Regions from separate parts of the Sus scrofa genome. Here all the other regions are linked to region 3. The links are chromatin contacts, called in public Hi-C and HiChIP or PLAC-seq maps. All regions are on one chromosome and are shown on one strand. Each heading gives the region's core, a stretch centred on a gene start, on an enhancer-like site or on the middle of the called end of the contact. The rest is flanking DNA. Distances are from core to core; before and after follow the strand shown. Region 1 overlaps LHFPL2 (lipoma HMGIC fusion partner-like 2). Region 2 overlaps ARSB (arylsulfatase B). Region 3 holds the start of LHFPL2 (lipoma HMGIC fusion partner-like 2). Region 4 overlaps LHFPL2 (lipoma HMGIC fusion partner-like 2).

Evidence for each region. Hi-C and Micro-C count contacts between places; a contact is called where the count stands out from the background. HiChIP or PLAC-seq counts read pairs in DNA pulled down with a chosen protein or histone mark.
Region 1: an H3K27ac HiChIP or PLAC-seq map of alveolar macrophages shows a contact between it and region 3. The contact joins the enhancer-like site here to the promoter of LHFPL2 in region 3. A contact is called at or near these places in 2 of 5 promoter capture datasets (fetal liver and liver), 5 of 47 Hi-C or Micro-C datasets (embryonic fibroblasts, fetal heart ventricle, heart right ventricle and 2 more) and 2 of 2 datasets of contacts at active chromatin or transcription factors (alveolar macrophages and skeletal muscle).
Region 2: a contact with region 3 is called in a Hi-C map of skeletal muscle, with 2.9 times the contacts expected there. The contact joins the enhancer-like site here to the promoter of LHFPL2 in region 3. A contact is called at or near these places in 4 of 47 Hi-C or Micro-C datasets (embryonic fibroblasts, heart right ventricle, skeletal muscle and 1 more) and 1 of 2 datasets of contacts at active chromatin or transcription factors (skeletal muscle).
Region 4: an H3K27ac HiChIP or PLAC-seq map of skeletal muscle shows a contact between it and region 3. The contact joins the enhancer-like site here to the promoter of LHFPL2 in region 3. A contact is called at or near these places in 2 of 5 promoter capture datasets (fetal liver and liver), 4 of 47 Hi-C or Micro-C datasets (embryonic fibroblasts, fetal heart ventricle, fetal skeletal muscle and 1 more) and 2 of 2 datasets of contacts at active chromatin or transcription factors (alveolar macrophages and skeletal muscle).

The regions. Positions count from the first base shown.
Region 1 is chr2:87,322,690-87,326,307 of Sscrofa11.1, forward strand. LHFPL2 (lipoma HMGIC fusion partner-like 2) reads right to left here. Exons shown (of 5, transcript NM_001243213.1): 5 at 496-2,791. The coding sequence ends at 2,535. Among named protein-coding and RNA genes, the nearest start is that of SCAMP1, 110 kb to the left of the region's middle. Within about 2 kb of position 2,017, at least 25 of the 83 cell types and tissues checked have an H3K27ac peak or open chromatin away from gene starts, as enhancers often do. A contact at or near this core is called in alveolar macrophages and skeletal muscle, where this site is marked.
Region 2 is chr2:87,711,030-87,714,399 of Sscrofa11.1, forward strand. All of the region lies in intron 4 of ARSB (arylsulfatase B), which reads right to left. Among named protein-coding and RNA genes, the nearest start is that of ARSB, 67 kb to the right of the region's middle. Within about 2 kb of position 1,937, at least 35 of the 83 cell types and tissues checked have an H3K27ac peak or open chromatin away from gene starts, as enhancers often do. A contact at or near this core is called in embryonic fibroblasts, skeletal muscle and subcutaneous adipose tissue, where this site is marked.
Region 3 is chr2:87,496,689-87,499,960 of Sscrofa11.1, forward strand. It overlaps LHFPL2 (lipoma HMGIC fusion partner-like 2), which reads right to left and starts at 1,689. Exons shown (of 5, transcript NM_001243213.1): 1 at 1,601-1,689.
Region 4 is chr2:87,342,794-87,346,536 of Sscrofa11.1, forward strand. All of the region lies in intron 4 of LHFPL2 (lipoma HMGIC fusion partner-like 2), which reads right to left. Among named protein-coding and RNA genes, the nearest start is that of SCAMP1, 130 kb to the left of the region's middle. Within about 2 kb of position 1,563, at least 13 of the 83 cell types and tissues checked have an H3K27ac peak or open chromatin away from gene starts, as enhancers often do. A contact at or near this core is called in fetal skeletal muscle and skeletal muscle, where this site is marked.

The DNA of each region.
Region 1 (3,618 bases), core at 767-3,266, 170 kb before region 3:
TCGTTATCAGAATGACATAAGGATAAAGACAACGGACATGTCGAGAGGATCCTCTAGGCCTCTGACTTGCCTGTGAGGAGAGTGCAAGTGTCCAGGGAATGTTAGAAAATGGATTCTTGATCTTATTTAGACGGAAAAGTAGAGTGAATCATCTCATGATAAATTTAAGACAATATTGGGGTTTTTTATCAAGATTGCCTGATGAAGGCAATTTGCTTTGTTTTTTTTTTTTTTTTCCTTTTGAGGGCCCCACCCACATCCTAGGACAGATGGAGGTTCCCAGGCTGGGGTCGAATTGGAGCTATCCCCTCCAGCCTAGGCCAGAGCCACAGCCACGCGGGATCCCAGCCGCATCTGCGACCCACACCACAGCTCACGGCAATGCTGGATCCTCAACCCACTGAGCGAGGCCAGGGATCGAACCCTCGTCCTCATGGATGCTAGTCGGGTTCATTAACTGTTGAGCCACGATGAGAACACCAGGAATTGCTTTTCTTTTTTTTTTTTAAATGAAAATTATTGCCAAGGGTTAAAAAGTCTACTCCATGGCATCAGGCCTTGGTTAGCATGTATCAATACACAGACAGACAGGAGCCCTGTCCAGTGGCTGCTGTGATTCATTTCTGTACAGGGTTTCCTGAGCCCTTAGTGCAGGCTGCCATAGGGGCTACAAAGTTACCCCTTTTCAAAAAAAGTCATAGACTGGCTTATTCTGAACTTTGGTCTAAGGATGGTGAACTCATGAAGACCTTATTCCACGCCCCCACCCCTTAATCTGCGAGATAAAATGGTTTCTGGCACGGGCCCGAGGCCAGAATGGAGTAAAACTCGAGTAGCTCCGTTCCATGAACATATAAAGCAATTAGCTGTTCTGTAGCAAGGTCTGGTTTTAAACGCACTGAGCTGTAAGATGATTCACTCAGGGCAGGGCTGTAAAGTCTGAATCAGGGTACTATGCCTGGTGGCACTTAGCACCTAGTACTTTGCCCAAACAAGGTTTGTAATTATCTGTTGAATTTTCAAAACAAAGCAAGCCCTCAAGTAAGCAGATTCGTAAGCCCAAAGAGACCTATACTTCTAATCCTTCCAGAAATCTGGCAGGTCCACCCCACCTGCTGCGGTTGCAGTGGGCGATTTCTCTATCCTGCAATGCTGAATGAAGCTCAGCTAAGGCCAAACTAGGTTGTTTTTGGTCACTTGGATCAGTCCAACGTAAATCTGAAGTGACGGCTAATACCATTTTCCTGAATCAATTATATGGGTAATGCATAGAAATTAGACTAAAGGCCCCTGAATCCATTTTAATAGTGGCGTTCCGCTCTGTTTTGTAAACAGGTGCAGGCGGGTGCTCTGAGCTGGTCTAGCTCTCATTTGTGCGTGAGCTTTCTACTCTGTGCTTTCCTGAGAATGCAGCCTTTGATGTAACTCACCCGTTAGAGCAATTCAATGGTATCATTACACAGTTTGCTGGCAGGATCAACACTCGTAACTAGAAAAACCTAACCTCATGACCAGCTCCCTTTTTCTGCACAGAATGTCACTTGTTCTGCCGCCGCTGGGGGTAGAAGAGCGCTGACCCCAGCACAGTCACCACAGTGGGAAAAGGTCTCCGGGCAGAGGCTGCCACTCTGGCCGGCGTGCCCAGTCAACCTGGGAAGGAGCCACAGCTGGCCTGGGGACCTCTGTCCCTGCAACGAGGAAGCAGAGTGAGGTTTCCTTTGGCAGCCAAAGCACAGTCCTAACCGTAGAAGAAAACCATGTGATCTCAGGGGGAAGAGGAGCCCGGGCCTGGCCGCCAGGAAGGGGAACCAACTTGCCTTCACTGGCAGGATGTGGGGCTTTGATTCTCATGATCAGACAGGTCCTTATTCTTTCTTTGCTCAACTTCCTAAAATCTTGGAGGGACAGCTCAGTGGAGCCACCTAACTCTGGAATTCCGCCCAGGGTAGGTCCCACCACAGAACTCCACACTGTCGCTGCAGACCTGTTTGGCCAGCTCAGCAAGAGACAGTGTCGTGCTGTGCCCACAGCCTCGCCCCCGTCAGGGTGTGCTCTTCCTTGCAGCCTCCGCCTGAGACGGTTGGAAAGGACCAGGAGGAAACAGAAACACCAGCCCCCAAACCTCACACTGAGGCACAGATGCTCCCAACCTGTGCGGAAACACCGCTCTAAACAGCCTGCGAATCTGGCTCATAGTCTCTTCTGTTCCCAGAGAAACTGCGGCTGCAATGGTTTAGATCATCATCCTTCACTGAGCCGCGGGCAAGACGGAGTCCGGCAGGACTTGACGATGGGTCAGGGTTTATGTCCTTTTCATCCGCCCTCTCTTGGAATTTGCACTGTGGCCCTCGCGTGCCGTCCTCTGCTCAGCTGGATGCTGCCTGTCGTGGGTCCTGTTAAGGCGCAGGGCTGTGGAATGTGGCTTTGGTAGGTAAAGGCTAGTTCTTCTTCACTTGACTCAAACGAGGAAACCAGACGTGAACTGTTTCACAAGGTCACACGAGCAAGCAAACAGCATTAGTGTCTCGCCCACACTAAAGGAGGCAGATGAGGTTTTTCCCCTCTTCGATTTCTTCTTGTACTTTGTCGCTGGAGGTGGCAATTTCTGCCTGTGCGGAGAAGACGGCACAGACGAAGGTGAGCACGGTGCCCCCGATGGCGGTGTAGAAGGCCCAGCCCAGGGAGCAGTCTCCAGGTTTGTAGGCCGATGCATAGTGTCCGCAGTAGCCTATGGCCTTCTGGCAGCCCCAGCCAGCGGGGTAGAGGATCAGGCCGAGGATGAGGAACAGGCCTGCGGGGCAGAAGAAGGAACAGGTGAAAACCCCTTGGCTCTGCAATGCCCAGTGAGGGGCTGTACCGATCTGAGTCACTGTGACTTGATTTGCCTGCTCTGGGCTATGGCATCCGCTCTGCAGTAGCAAGTGTCGGGGACTGCTGGATGCAACTAGTCTGACCTGCTCAAGAAGAGCACTGGATGCGAAACAGGTTGGACTGTGAACCTACTAATAATTTCTCTTCTGGAAAAGCAGGTAACCTTGGTACTATTTCTTGTCACAGAGTTCTTAGTGCAGCGAGCATTTCCCTTTTGGTCTAAGGCAGAGGTTGGCAACCTGAGGCCCAGAGGTCAAGCAGAGGCTTGTTTTTGTAAATGAAGTTTTGTTGGCACACGGCTATGCCCATTCGTTTATGGACTGCCTGCGGCTGCTTCTGTGCTGAAATGGAACAGGGCAGAGTTGCTGGGGACCCTATGGCCTGAAAAATCTCCAATATTTACTATCTGGCCTTTGGCTGAAAAAGTTTGTCAACCCCTGGTCTAAGGGAATTCACATAAAACCACGGTTAAATGCAAGAGAGCCCAGATCTTAACCTGAGTGTCAGGCTTTAAATCTAAGTCCACGAGGAGCACTGGCACTCACCAGCAACCGCCTGCATACGTGGGACAGAGATTTCTACGGTTACGTATACATTTAGAAAGTATATGCAAACTTCGTAAGCACTTTTTATCTGATTACTTTTTTTTTTTTTTTTTTTGGCCACACCCATGGCATGCAAAACTTCCTGGGCCAGGGATCAAACCTATACCACAGCAGTGACAACACTGGATTCTTAACCTGCTGA
Region 2 (3,370 bases), core at 687-3,186, 210 kb after region 3:
TTTTAAACTTTATTTCATGGAGAATGACTATAACAATCAACCTGGTTAGATTCACAGTACCAATTCTGTCTCATCTTGGACAGTGGTCCTAATATCCATTCTTAAAGACTTTGCTATGATGTTTGTATTAGTCTGGGACTTGGGCAGTGGTTTATAATGCAGACGAGTTCTCTAAACCTTTGCTTTGCTTCTTTGGGTCTGTGTGGCACATGCACAGCTGAACCTGGGAACTACGTCAATTCGCAGACAAAATCAGGGGATCCTCTCCTTCAGCTCTTTCCTCTATGAAATTCCTGCATACTTTCCATCCCCCAGAGTTCCCTTTTCCTAGTTGCTTTGGTCAGAAAGCCAGGTTTCTCTAAGATTTTAAGCCCCCTAAGAATACAACCGAGGTTGCCTTTGAGAGCAAAGCAACAGGAAAAAAGAGAGAGATAAATAGGATCCTCCCACTCTCTTTGGGCAAAAGGGTCTCTTTTCCATAGCCCTCTGGTCAGAAAGAACCTTATTATTGGGTTTTAGAAGCCCAAACCCCCACCACAAAAGCAATGCAGATCCTTAACTGAGGTTGGCCTTGGGACAGGGTCAGGAGAGAAAAGAGAGAGAGAAAAAGAAACACATAAACTGGGAATTCTCCTAAATTCTCTAGCAAAAGACTCCTTTCCCAAACCTCTGGGGTTTCACCTGGAGATTTTGCTGTCAACACCTGCTGCATAGTTCCATAATTCCATCAGCCCTTGGGTCAAAGCCGAGAGACAGAAGAATAAAAACGAACCCCACAAAACTCACCCCAAGTATGGGGGATTGGTGATGCTTTGACTTCATCCCTGTTCAGCATTTGTCTGCTGTTGTTTACTTTTCAGGAGCCCTGGGCAGTTGTTTTCTGTATTGCCCAGAGTTTTTAGTTGTAATCCATGAAAGAGACAGGCTTTCTGTGGCTTCTCCATCCTGTCTGGTATCAGAAGGGTGAGCTCATGATTTTAATGAGAATGGGCCCATGGTATGTGTGAGGTCTGGTCTTCTTTGGGTTTTGTTTTTATTTTGCTGTTACCTTTGCCTGAATTAATACAGAAGCAGAGTGAATGACACCTCATGTCAGGTAGGAATAAAAAAAGGAAAACAGTTATTTGAAAGACCTTAATTAGTACCTGCTAGGTGCCCACAGCTGGTGTCAACACTGTGGAAAAAGACAACCACGGTTCAATACGTGGTCCCTGCTCTCAAGGGACATGTTGTCTGTGGGAAGCTCAGCTTATGTGAAACACACAAGACTGTCCACCATTCTGGTTAAAAAGGATACAGGAAAAGAAGAGAGAGATGAAAACCAGGGAATTAGAGAGGATGACATGGAGTCTGTTCAACCTCAGGCCAGACCTGGATGGAGAAGAAAAGGCACATATTCCGTAAGAGGAGGAGAGGCCTTGACTAGGTAATTATTCTTCCAAAGTTGGTTTTGTACCTTTTTATTACACCTTGAGTTTATTTGCCCAAAGGAAAACTAAGAGGCAGTCTCTCTGGGCGTTTTATTACTCCTACCCTGTTCCTCCCTCCCCTTTTCTCAACGTGGTTAAAAGTGTTTCCAGGACTTTGGTTCAGAGTAAGGACTGGAGGCCCCGTCATGCTAGGGTGAGTCATGGGATCTTTCCTGGGGAGTCTTGAATTACCACAGACAAAATTCTCCCTAATGGTCGTAACTCAGCTGGTTGCTGGCTTTGTGTGTGTGCTTCGGCTGAATGAAAACTTTCGGAAGTTTTTTGTGCATATTTTATTTGGGTTTATTCCTACAATCACAAAGGCAGTATCTTCATTTCTAGGACAGCACCTACTACATTTCAAAATATTTTTTGTTAAGTATTCAAAAGGCCTTGCACGGAGAGCCCCCGTGAGCAGAAAGCCGCAGAGGAGGAGAGGCCACGGGGAGAGCAGTTGCACAGATGGCCAAGTCCACTGTGAATATTCGCTTGCAGCTGTGTGGAAAATACCTATGCTGGTGACTCAACATCTTTGGATTTGGAGCTTTCAGTTACGGCACGGAAGAGAATATTTTCAAACACCGAGCATCTAGGGAGACTGCTGAACTTGAGCCAGTTTTGAGCCCATCCATCCCCATGCGTTGCAACGCAGGTGGACAATTTTTAAAACAGTAAAAGGCATTCTTGTCACTGTCAGGGCATCAAGCGTGGTACGGGGACATGGCAACCACAGATTCTGTTATCTATTTCTGATCATGGACATTTAGCTTCCTGCTAGTGTGACTTAATGCCGGGGTCTTGGTTTTCTGGTTTGGACCCAGGCGTGCTCAGATCCAACGTTATTGCTTGGTCAGCCCCTCAGGATCACGTGTAAATGGCAGGACCTGCGGTGACTGCATCACGTTTGTGCCTTTTCATTCTGTCTTTTGCAAAAGACCTCGCTGTGTCCCTCCATCCCCATCCCCCCACTTCCACCTTCCTGCTGGCTGGCTGCTGGGACTGCATTTTGTCGCTTATCTAACACAAAATAAACAGAACAATCTGGAGCTAATTTAAGTGGTTTACCATATCAGGATACAGCTGGGAAAGATTTTAAGAAAAAGGCTCCACAGGAACAATAGCGCTGTGAGGTTGAGCAGCAGCAGAGCGCACAGGAAGGCGGTTTCAGACAGCCTGGCAGACAGCTGTCAGCCACTCCAATAACAGCCCCTGAAGCCAATGAAAACGGGCAGGGTCTGGACGGGCAGCTCAGCCGGAACACTCAAAAGGAAAACAAGGGATTCGAGGGCGTTCTGAGTTAATGGCTCAAGTGTCAGGGCCACAGGCCTCCCGGGAGCCCTTCAGCAGGGCTCCCATGCAGCAGGGACTCAAGAGGAATTGCAGACAGGGGCCAACACTTCATTTCTCCACCATGCTGTCCAAGACTCTTTTTTTTTTTTTTTTTTTTTTTTTTTTTCTTTTTTGACATGCACGCATACATGCTGGCTTTATCCGGACTTAGGAATCCAGCAAGGCCCTGCAGAAGAACATATGTTTTTGACATCAATTTCTTCAGCTCTGCAGGCTGGTTGTCTTTTTTTTAACTCTTTGGGGGCCTCTGGCGAGACCTCGAATTTCCTGGTGCAACTTGACAGAGGTGAGAGGGCTCGAGAGAGTTAAATAAAGCTATGTGCTGCCCTTGAAAGAACTTGCAAATGCTTTATATATTAAAATGAATAAAACAAAAATCCCACTTGGATCGAGCTCTTGACAAAAATTCAACCAATGAGGTAAACTGCACAGTCCCGTGTAGTTTCGTGCAGAGAATACTGGATTGAAAGAGCAGAGCCCTGGATGGGAAGTCTACTTCTGCCACTACAAAAGGCTCTGGATCAAAGTTTCCACACTTAGGACTAGATGCC
Region 3 (3,272 bases), core at 439-2,938:
CACATCACGTCTTTTTTCCCCCCAGCATAAAATGTTTGCTTCACCCTTTGCCAACACACCACAACAGGCCACACTAACTGCTCTCCCTGCGACCACTTCGGAAAGATACTATTTTAACAGTGTTTTATCTGGTATTACCTCAAACTCTTCAAATATTATTTCATCAGAATCAGATCGCTGACAAAGAGGAATAACAAGTCTATCACAGTTTGACAGCAAAAAAAAAAAAAAAAAAAAAAAAAAGAAATGAGAATCTTGGGCTTTATTTCTTTTCCCCATCTTTCATCTCCCCACCAGCATGTGTTCCCTATCACTTACATTTGAAAAGAGTAAGTTGTTTCTTAAAGAGAACCGGCAGGAATGAGTCAGGAATACCCAGGAAAGAACAATACCAAAGAAATTGGCATCCGTCATCGCTTAAACCTGGCGCAGGTGGAGCTCTCTCAGGTGAGCAGGTGAAGCAAAAGCAACGTGCGGAGCAGAAACGTCACTTGGAACTCGATTACTCAGATTTAACTCTGCCAAGCAGGCTCGAACAGCTCCCCTCCCCCTCCAGCTCCCACCACTCCCACCCCCCCCCCCGCTCCCACACACACTAATCTATAGGGGCCGCTTAGCGATTTCAGGCAGAAGTTCTACTTCACATGTGGGTCAGTGATGGCAACCTACATGCAGGCACACAATCACAGTAGAGAAACCGGGAAATACAGGAAATGGCCCCGGTGGGGTGGGGGTGGGGGTGGGGGATGAGATTGGTCTTTTCTCCCATTTGCTCCCTTTGATGAAACAGCGCACCGGTTCTCAGAGCTCAGAACCCTTCCGAAACAGCAGGAAGAGAGAACAAGATTGAAGAAAATTCGTTCGTTCTTCCGAGTTCAAAGAACACCGCTGAATGAAAAGGGGAAAGAGACACACACACAATTTTGTGCCTGAAAACATCCAGAAATCCAGAGAGAGTCTTTCCCAGCCCTTCACTCCAAACCATCGGCTCAACCCACCCAGCCCAGATGTGGTCTTCCCCACTCCACGCCCTCCTCCTCCTCCTCCTCCTGCAGCCCGCACCCGCAATCCCTGCTCTGCCCACAAAAATGCAGCCCAGATCTGAGAAGCAGCTGACGTCTGTGGCCGGCGTGACCCACACGCCACAGACCAGGCCCGCGGGGGCGACCACGGGGCGGCCCCCGGGCGCGGTACGAGGCGCGCCAAGCCTGGAGCCGAGAAGCGCCCAGGACCCGCGCGCCGGGCAAACCCCGCCGGCGCCGGCGACAGAGCTGGGCTCGCGCCGGCTTCCCGACACCTCGCCGTTCCAGACACAACTTTTTCCACTTCTGCTGCGGGCAACCTCGGCGGCCAAAGCCGAAGCGGCGTTCCCTCTGTTTCCAGTACGCAGCACCCGTCCCGCCTGCACCGTCCCGGCCGGGTCCTCCCTCCCCGCTGGCTCCGTGGGCGCCGGGAAGAAGTTCGCGCTCCGGCCGCGGCGCACTCAGCCCGGGCTCCACCGGCCGCGACGGCTCCGCGAGCACCGCGCCGGGTGCCCCCCTGGGCCGGGGCTCCTCGCTTTCCCTCCACAGCGCGCTCTGGCTCCGCGACTCCAACTCACCCGGCCCCCGGCTCGGCGGCCCCGGCTCCGAGCGCGCAGTCTTCCCCAAGCCGGGGCTTTCCGTTACGCCTCCTCGCAGACACCTCTCTAGCTGGCCCCGCCGTCCGCTCGGGGAAGGAGGAGGAGGGAGAGGAGAGGGGAGGAGGCAGCGAGAGGAGGGGGCGAGGGAGGGAGGGGAGAGGGTCCCCGGGCGGGGGAGGAGGAGGAGGAAGCAGAGGAAGAGGAGGCGAGGCGAGAGCGCCGACCTCGGCCGCCGCCGGGGCTAGCAAGCAGCGAGGGGAAAGAGGGGCGGGGGCAGAGAAAGAAAGAGGCTGCCGAGCCTCCCTGCCCAGGACCCGGCCCCGCGCGGCTGCCCAGTCACCATCGCCGCCGCGTCCCGCTCTCGGCCGGCGTCCGGGGGGAGGGGTCGGGGCCCGGGGCTCTCCCGGCGCGGCGCGTGGGGCGGGGCGGCCGGCCGGGGGCGAGGCGTGGGCGGGCGGACGAGGCCCAGCCTCCGGGGGGAGTGTCCTGCCCGGCCGGGAGGGTGTGGGCGAAAGGGGATCCCCGAGAGGAGGGGCGGAGGCCCGGGGCCTTGGGAGCCGGTCACTGCGCCCGCGGGGCGGCGGCGGTGTCTCCCGGAATCCTGCGAGGGGTCCCCCGCGCTGCGCCGGAGAACCTACCGGCGCAGTTTCGGGAAACCGTCTCTGTGGCGCGGAGAGTGTGCACTGCCCCGCCGGGCGGCGGCGAAGTCTGAGTGGGGAGTGAGAGGCCCGACTGTCTAGGCGGAGAGCCGGCCCTGGAGCGCTCGGAGCCATTCCCCAGGCGAGGCCCAAGGGAAAGAAACGTCCGTAGGCTGGTCCTGGGGAATCCAAAGCAAGAGGGTGGGCTGGGGGGGATGGGGGTACCTGGACCCCCATCCTCCTCGCCTTCCTATCCCGGAGTCAAGGCTCCGGGCGTAAATTTCCTTCCCCGGTGAGTCTCTAGGAAAAGAAACAGTGCGAACAGTCAGAAAGAATATTTCTAAACTGATTGTTTGGGGTCCTGAAACATACTCCCTTGAACTCAAAATACAGTTTCAGGGTGAATTTTGAAGGCGCTTTAGCCGATAATCTGAAAAGTCATCCTTGTCCAGAGAGGAGACTCACTCACCAACTGCTCCCCATTGCCTCCAAGGTGGGAGCAGAGACAAATGGCCACAGATTAAGGTGACAAAATTCCTTGTAATTTAAACGTAGGGACACAGCATTTAGCCAAGCAAACCCGTCTTATTTTTTTCTTGTCAAACTTGCTCCTTTCCCCAACTCCTCAGCCTCTTGTCTGCGACGCCTGTATCCGCCAGTCACCTGTATCCACTTGTCGCCACAACTCAGACCCTAGCACTCAACTGGGGGCCTCTCTTCCATTTCCAAGAGCCACCTCCATTGATTCTTCATTTTTAAAGTCTTTCCAGTTGCCCCATCCTCTTCAAACTCACTGCTACCTTCCTGCTTCTAGCTATTTAGGGACACCATAACTTCAGTGACCTCCTCCCTGGTTCCCTGCTCTGGCCTTCTTTGAACTAGCATCCAGCTGCACACAGCTAGCTGCAGGCTACTGGTTCTAGAACCGGGCTTTGGCAGGCTATTTCCTGTTCTAGAAACTTTCAAAGGCACTTTGCCACAGAAAATTCTGAATTACTTAAAAACTTTTCCAT
Region 4 (3,743 bases), core at 313-2,812, 150 kb before region 3:
TCTCAATATGTCTATTTTAGATTTCATCTCTACTAGGAGCTAATTTTTAAAAAAAGAGGTTGTAGGCCATGTAATAAAGCCATTGGGAAGCCTCTATACAACAACTGAACTCATATTTATGGCTGGTTAGTGCAGTTTTTTTTTTTTAATTGAATTATAGTTAATTTACAATGTTGTGAAGTGTAGTTCTTCATAGGAGACAGATTACTTCTGAAATGATGCGACAGCTTAGAAGAATACCACCACTGCATTAAGCTCTTAAAACAGAGGGCCTTGAACTGCCTGTGTAAATACTCAGAGCCATACTTAAGCAATTATTTTTTACTGGAATTTGAACATAGATCACCCATGGCTCCATGATAATTTATGTCTGCAATTAAGTGGTTACCATAGCAAAACACTTTTTATTTGCATATCAATTGCAAATTACATCTAAATTTTAAGAGAGTTTGCAATTTCCTTCTACATTTTCCAACTGATTCTTTAAGAGAGCTCTGTCTGTAGATTTACTCAAATTAATACCTTCTTGGTCCACTTGCTCTTAGGCAGTAGTTTTTCCTCTAATGATACAGTTGAATTCTTTTGTTCCCTTTATACATGATACATTTTTCCCCCTTCTTCTCTAGGAGGCAGCTTCTGAGGCAGTGGCTCTCTGAAATGGCTAGTGAGCAGAAACTCAGGAAGTTGTAGACCTGAGTCTAAGGCCGTTGAATTTAGTGGGCATCCAATGAAAGCTCCTTGAATTGAAATTTAATTCTGGCCCGCCTTATAATATCTCTGCATTCTTTAGTTTTCCTCAACGAGGAACTGGTAAATTGTCATCATCAGCAGTACTCTTAAATGGACGCAGACAGAGAACTGCTAGGCCTGACTTCTGGTGGAGGGGCCGTGTGGAAGGCCAGGAATCTGGCGCCTCCTCTGGACAAGCTGGAAGCTTCTGGTGCCTTGTTCTAAGAAGGAGGAGCAGGGGGTGCTCCCTTTACTTTCCTCATGCCTTTCCTTTGAAGGCATTTTGAAGTTGGGCAACCAAGGTCACATCGCCTTCTCAGAGAGAGCCAGGTGAATTTCTCAGGTATCAAATGGGGCCAGGCTTCTGGAAGAGGCAAGCATCTCTTGCCTTCTCCCTACGCTTCCCAAGCTCTGTTCTTACTTCTCTCCTCTCCAGTGATGACCTGATTTTTTGGCTTGGGAGTGAACAGGTCAGGTTTGGGAAAAGTCAAAATGGATGCAGCGACCAGGATGAGCTGCCTTTATCTTCTGACGCTAAGGTTATCTTTCGCCCTGTGAAACACAGCCACGAGGGTGCCAAGCCCCAAACAGTGATCACGTGCATGTCACGGGCCCGCCGAAGCAGAGCCATTCCACCAGCCCCCAAAACAAAACCCTCAGCTTGTCTTCTCCCTCGGAGTCTTCTCCTCTGACTCTTTTCCTTTCCTTTTCTGCACTGTTCTCCTTCGCCCTCCATCATGGCTTGCTTCCAAGAAGCAAGCTCCCGAGCTACTGCCAGCGAGAGCGGGCCTTGAACCCAGCCAGAGCAGAGCCCCGCCCCATCGCCACCTCTCCAGACACACCGATGGCGGTTTGCTGGGGCCATCCTGTTGGGCTGAAACGGGTGTAGACAGGGGGTACAGGGGCTAGAGAGCGTGAGAGCCAACCAAACGCCAAGCAGCGCACGAGCATGTGCAGGACTGGAAGGCAGCAGGCAGCTGCTGCAACCCTCGTGGCGACCCCACTGGAACAGTCCCAGCCAGCGCCGAAGCCAACTCCTGATCTCATTGTGATGGCTCTGTCCCAAACCTGAGTCCCTGAGAGGGTCTTAGAGTCCGCATACTTCTAAGAGGGACCTCCAAGCATTTCCAAACCCAAACTGCTCGATGCTGTCATGGAAAACCTGGATATGTGCATCTACACTCTCACTGTGGAGCACATCCAGGTCACAGCCTAAGGAAGGCAGCTGGCGACAGATGACCCTGCTGGCCGATTCCCCAGCTTTTGTAATGAATCCCAGAGGGCTATGTGTGTTTCTGGTTCTGCCAGAAGTCCTGGGCGAATCCTCACCCAGTGAAGACCTATCAGCCTGTGATTTATTCTGCAAGGGGAGCCTGAGAACCTGCAACTCAACCGCTAGAAGCTGCCTCCAGAAAGGAAAGGAATGGAGAATGTATGTGTCAGGGAAGAGGCGTGAGAGGACGAAGTTCTTTGCTTTCCTGTCAATTCAGCTTGGGGAAAAAAAAAAAAAATGCCTGAGGACACCCAGAGGCACATCGGAGCCCCAGGACTGCTACTGGGAGGCCAGGGAATGGCTGTGTATGATGAAATCATGTCTGATTTCAATAGAACAAGGGCAATTCTAAAGTCCATAAAAGATACCCCTAGTCCTTAGAATGCAACAACTATAGGAAACACAAAAAAATGTACTTTAGTACCTGAAATATTTCCATCATCATAATCATCATATAGCTTATATTTACCACCACTTACTATTTACTATGTGCCACTGTGCTTAAAAACCTTTCTCACATATTTTTCTAATTTAATCCTTAAGACAGGTGTGAACTACTATTATACCCATTTTTAAGTGAGAAAACAGGCTTAGAGACGAGGTAAACTGGTCAATATTTCACAGCCACTTTTAGGTGAGGTCAGGGCTGAGCCAAGGCAGGTGAGGCTTGAGCTCTCACTGCTGCTATGAGTACTGAACAGCCAGGGCATCTGTGCACAAGTGTCAGCTGGGAGTCAGCTGGATGTCTACCATTAGGTGAGGCCTTGAGGGCAAATCCTGCTATCGGGACTAGCTTAATAGTCAAGAGTTGTTGGCAGTTCCTGTCGTGCCACAGTAGTTAACAAATCTGACTAGGAACCATGAGGTTGCAGGTTCAATCCCTGGCCTTGTTCAGTGGGTTAAGGATCTGGCATTGCTGTGACCTGTGGTTAGGTCACAGACATGGCTCGGATCCTGCGTTGCTGTGGCTCTGGTGTAGGCTGGCGGCTACAGCTCTGATTAGACCCCTAGCCTGGGAATCTCCATATGCCACGAGAGCAGCCCAAGAAATGGCAAAAAAAAAAAAAAAAAAAAAAAAAAAAAAAAGTCAAGAGTTGTTGTTAAGTAACTCGGATTTTGAGATTTCCACTGACTTCTAAAATCAAAATACTAAGATTTTGATGCCTTATACTGTGCACAGTGACAGCTATACAAGCCGGTGGCTTTTAAGCTTACGTGTAGTAAAAGAATATGCTTACAACAGCTTGTAATTTTTCACCCAGTTACAGTTTACAAAAAAGTCCTTTTTTTGCCAAAATGCAAGTTGTAGGAACAAACACACTCCGAGTATATTTCTAAAGAATCCTTTTGCTGTTCTGGCAGCAGCCTCCTTTCTCACCATTTGTTTCAATGTTGAATAGATCCCGGGTTGAGAGAGGGGTTGCGGGGAGGGGAGAGACTGATGCTCACAGCTGCGGCAGTCCTTGGCTGAGACTGGGGTGACCAGATGCTCTCACAGACCAGCCAAGAGGACAGAAAGTACAGTCAGCTGCTCCAGACCCTGGGGGGTGGGCAACTCTCTCAGCCAGAGATTCAGGGGCCCCAGCTGCCCCTTATGTGGGCTTAAACTGCCCGGAGGAGACCTCTATTAACGAGCAAAACAGCCCACTGGGCATCTCTTACAGATGTGCACCTCCTCCCAACCTGAAGGAGTTGGCTGACCAGTGTTCAGTCCATCTTTCCCAAGATTTCTTCTCAAAGG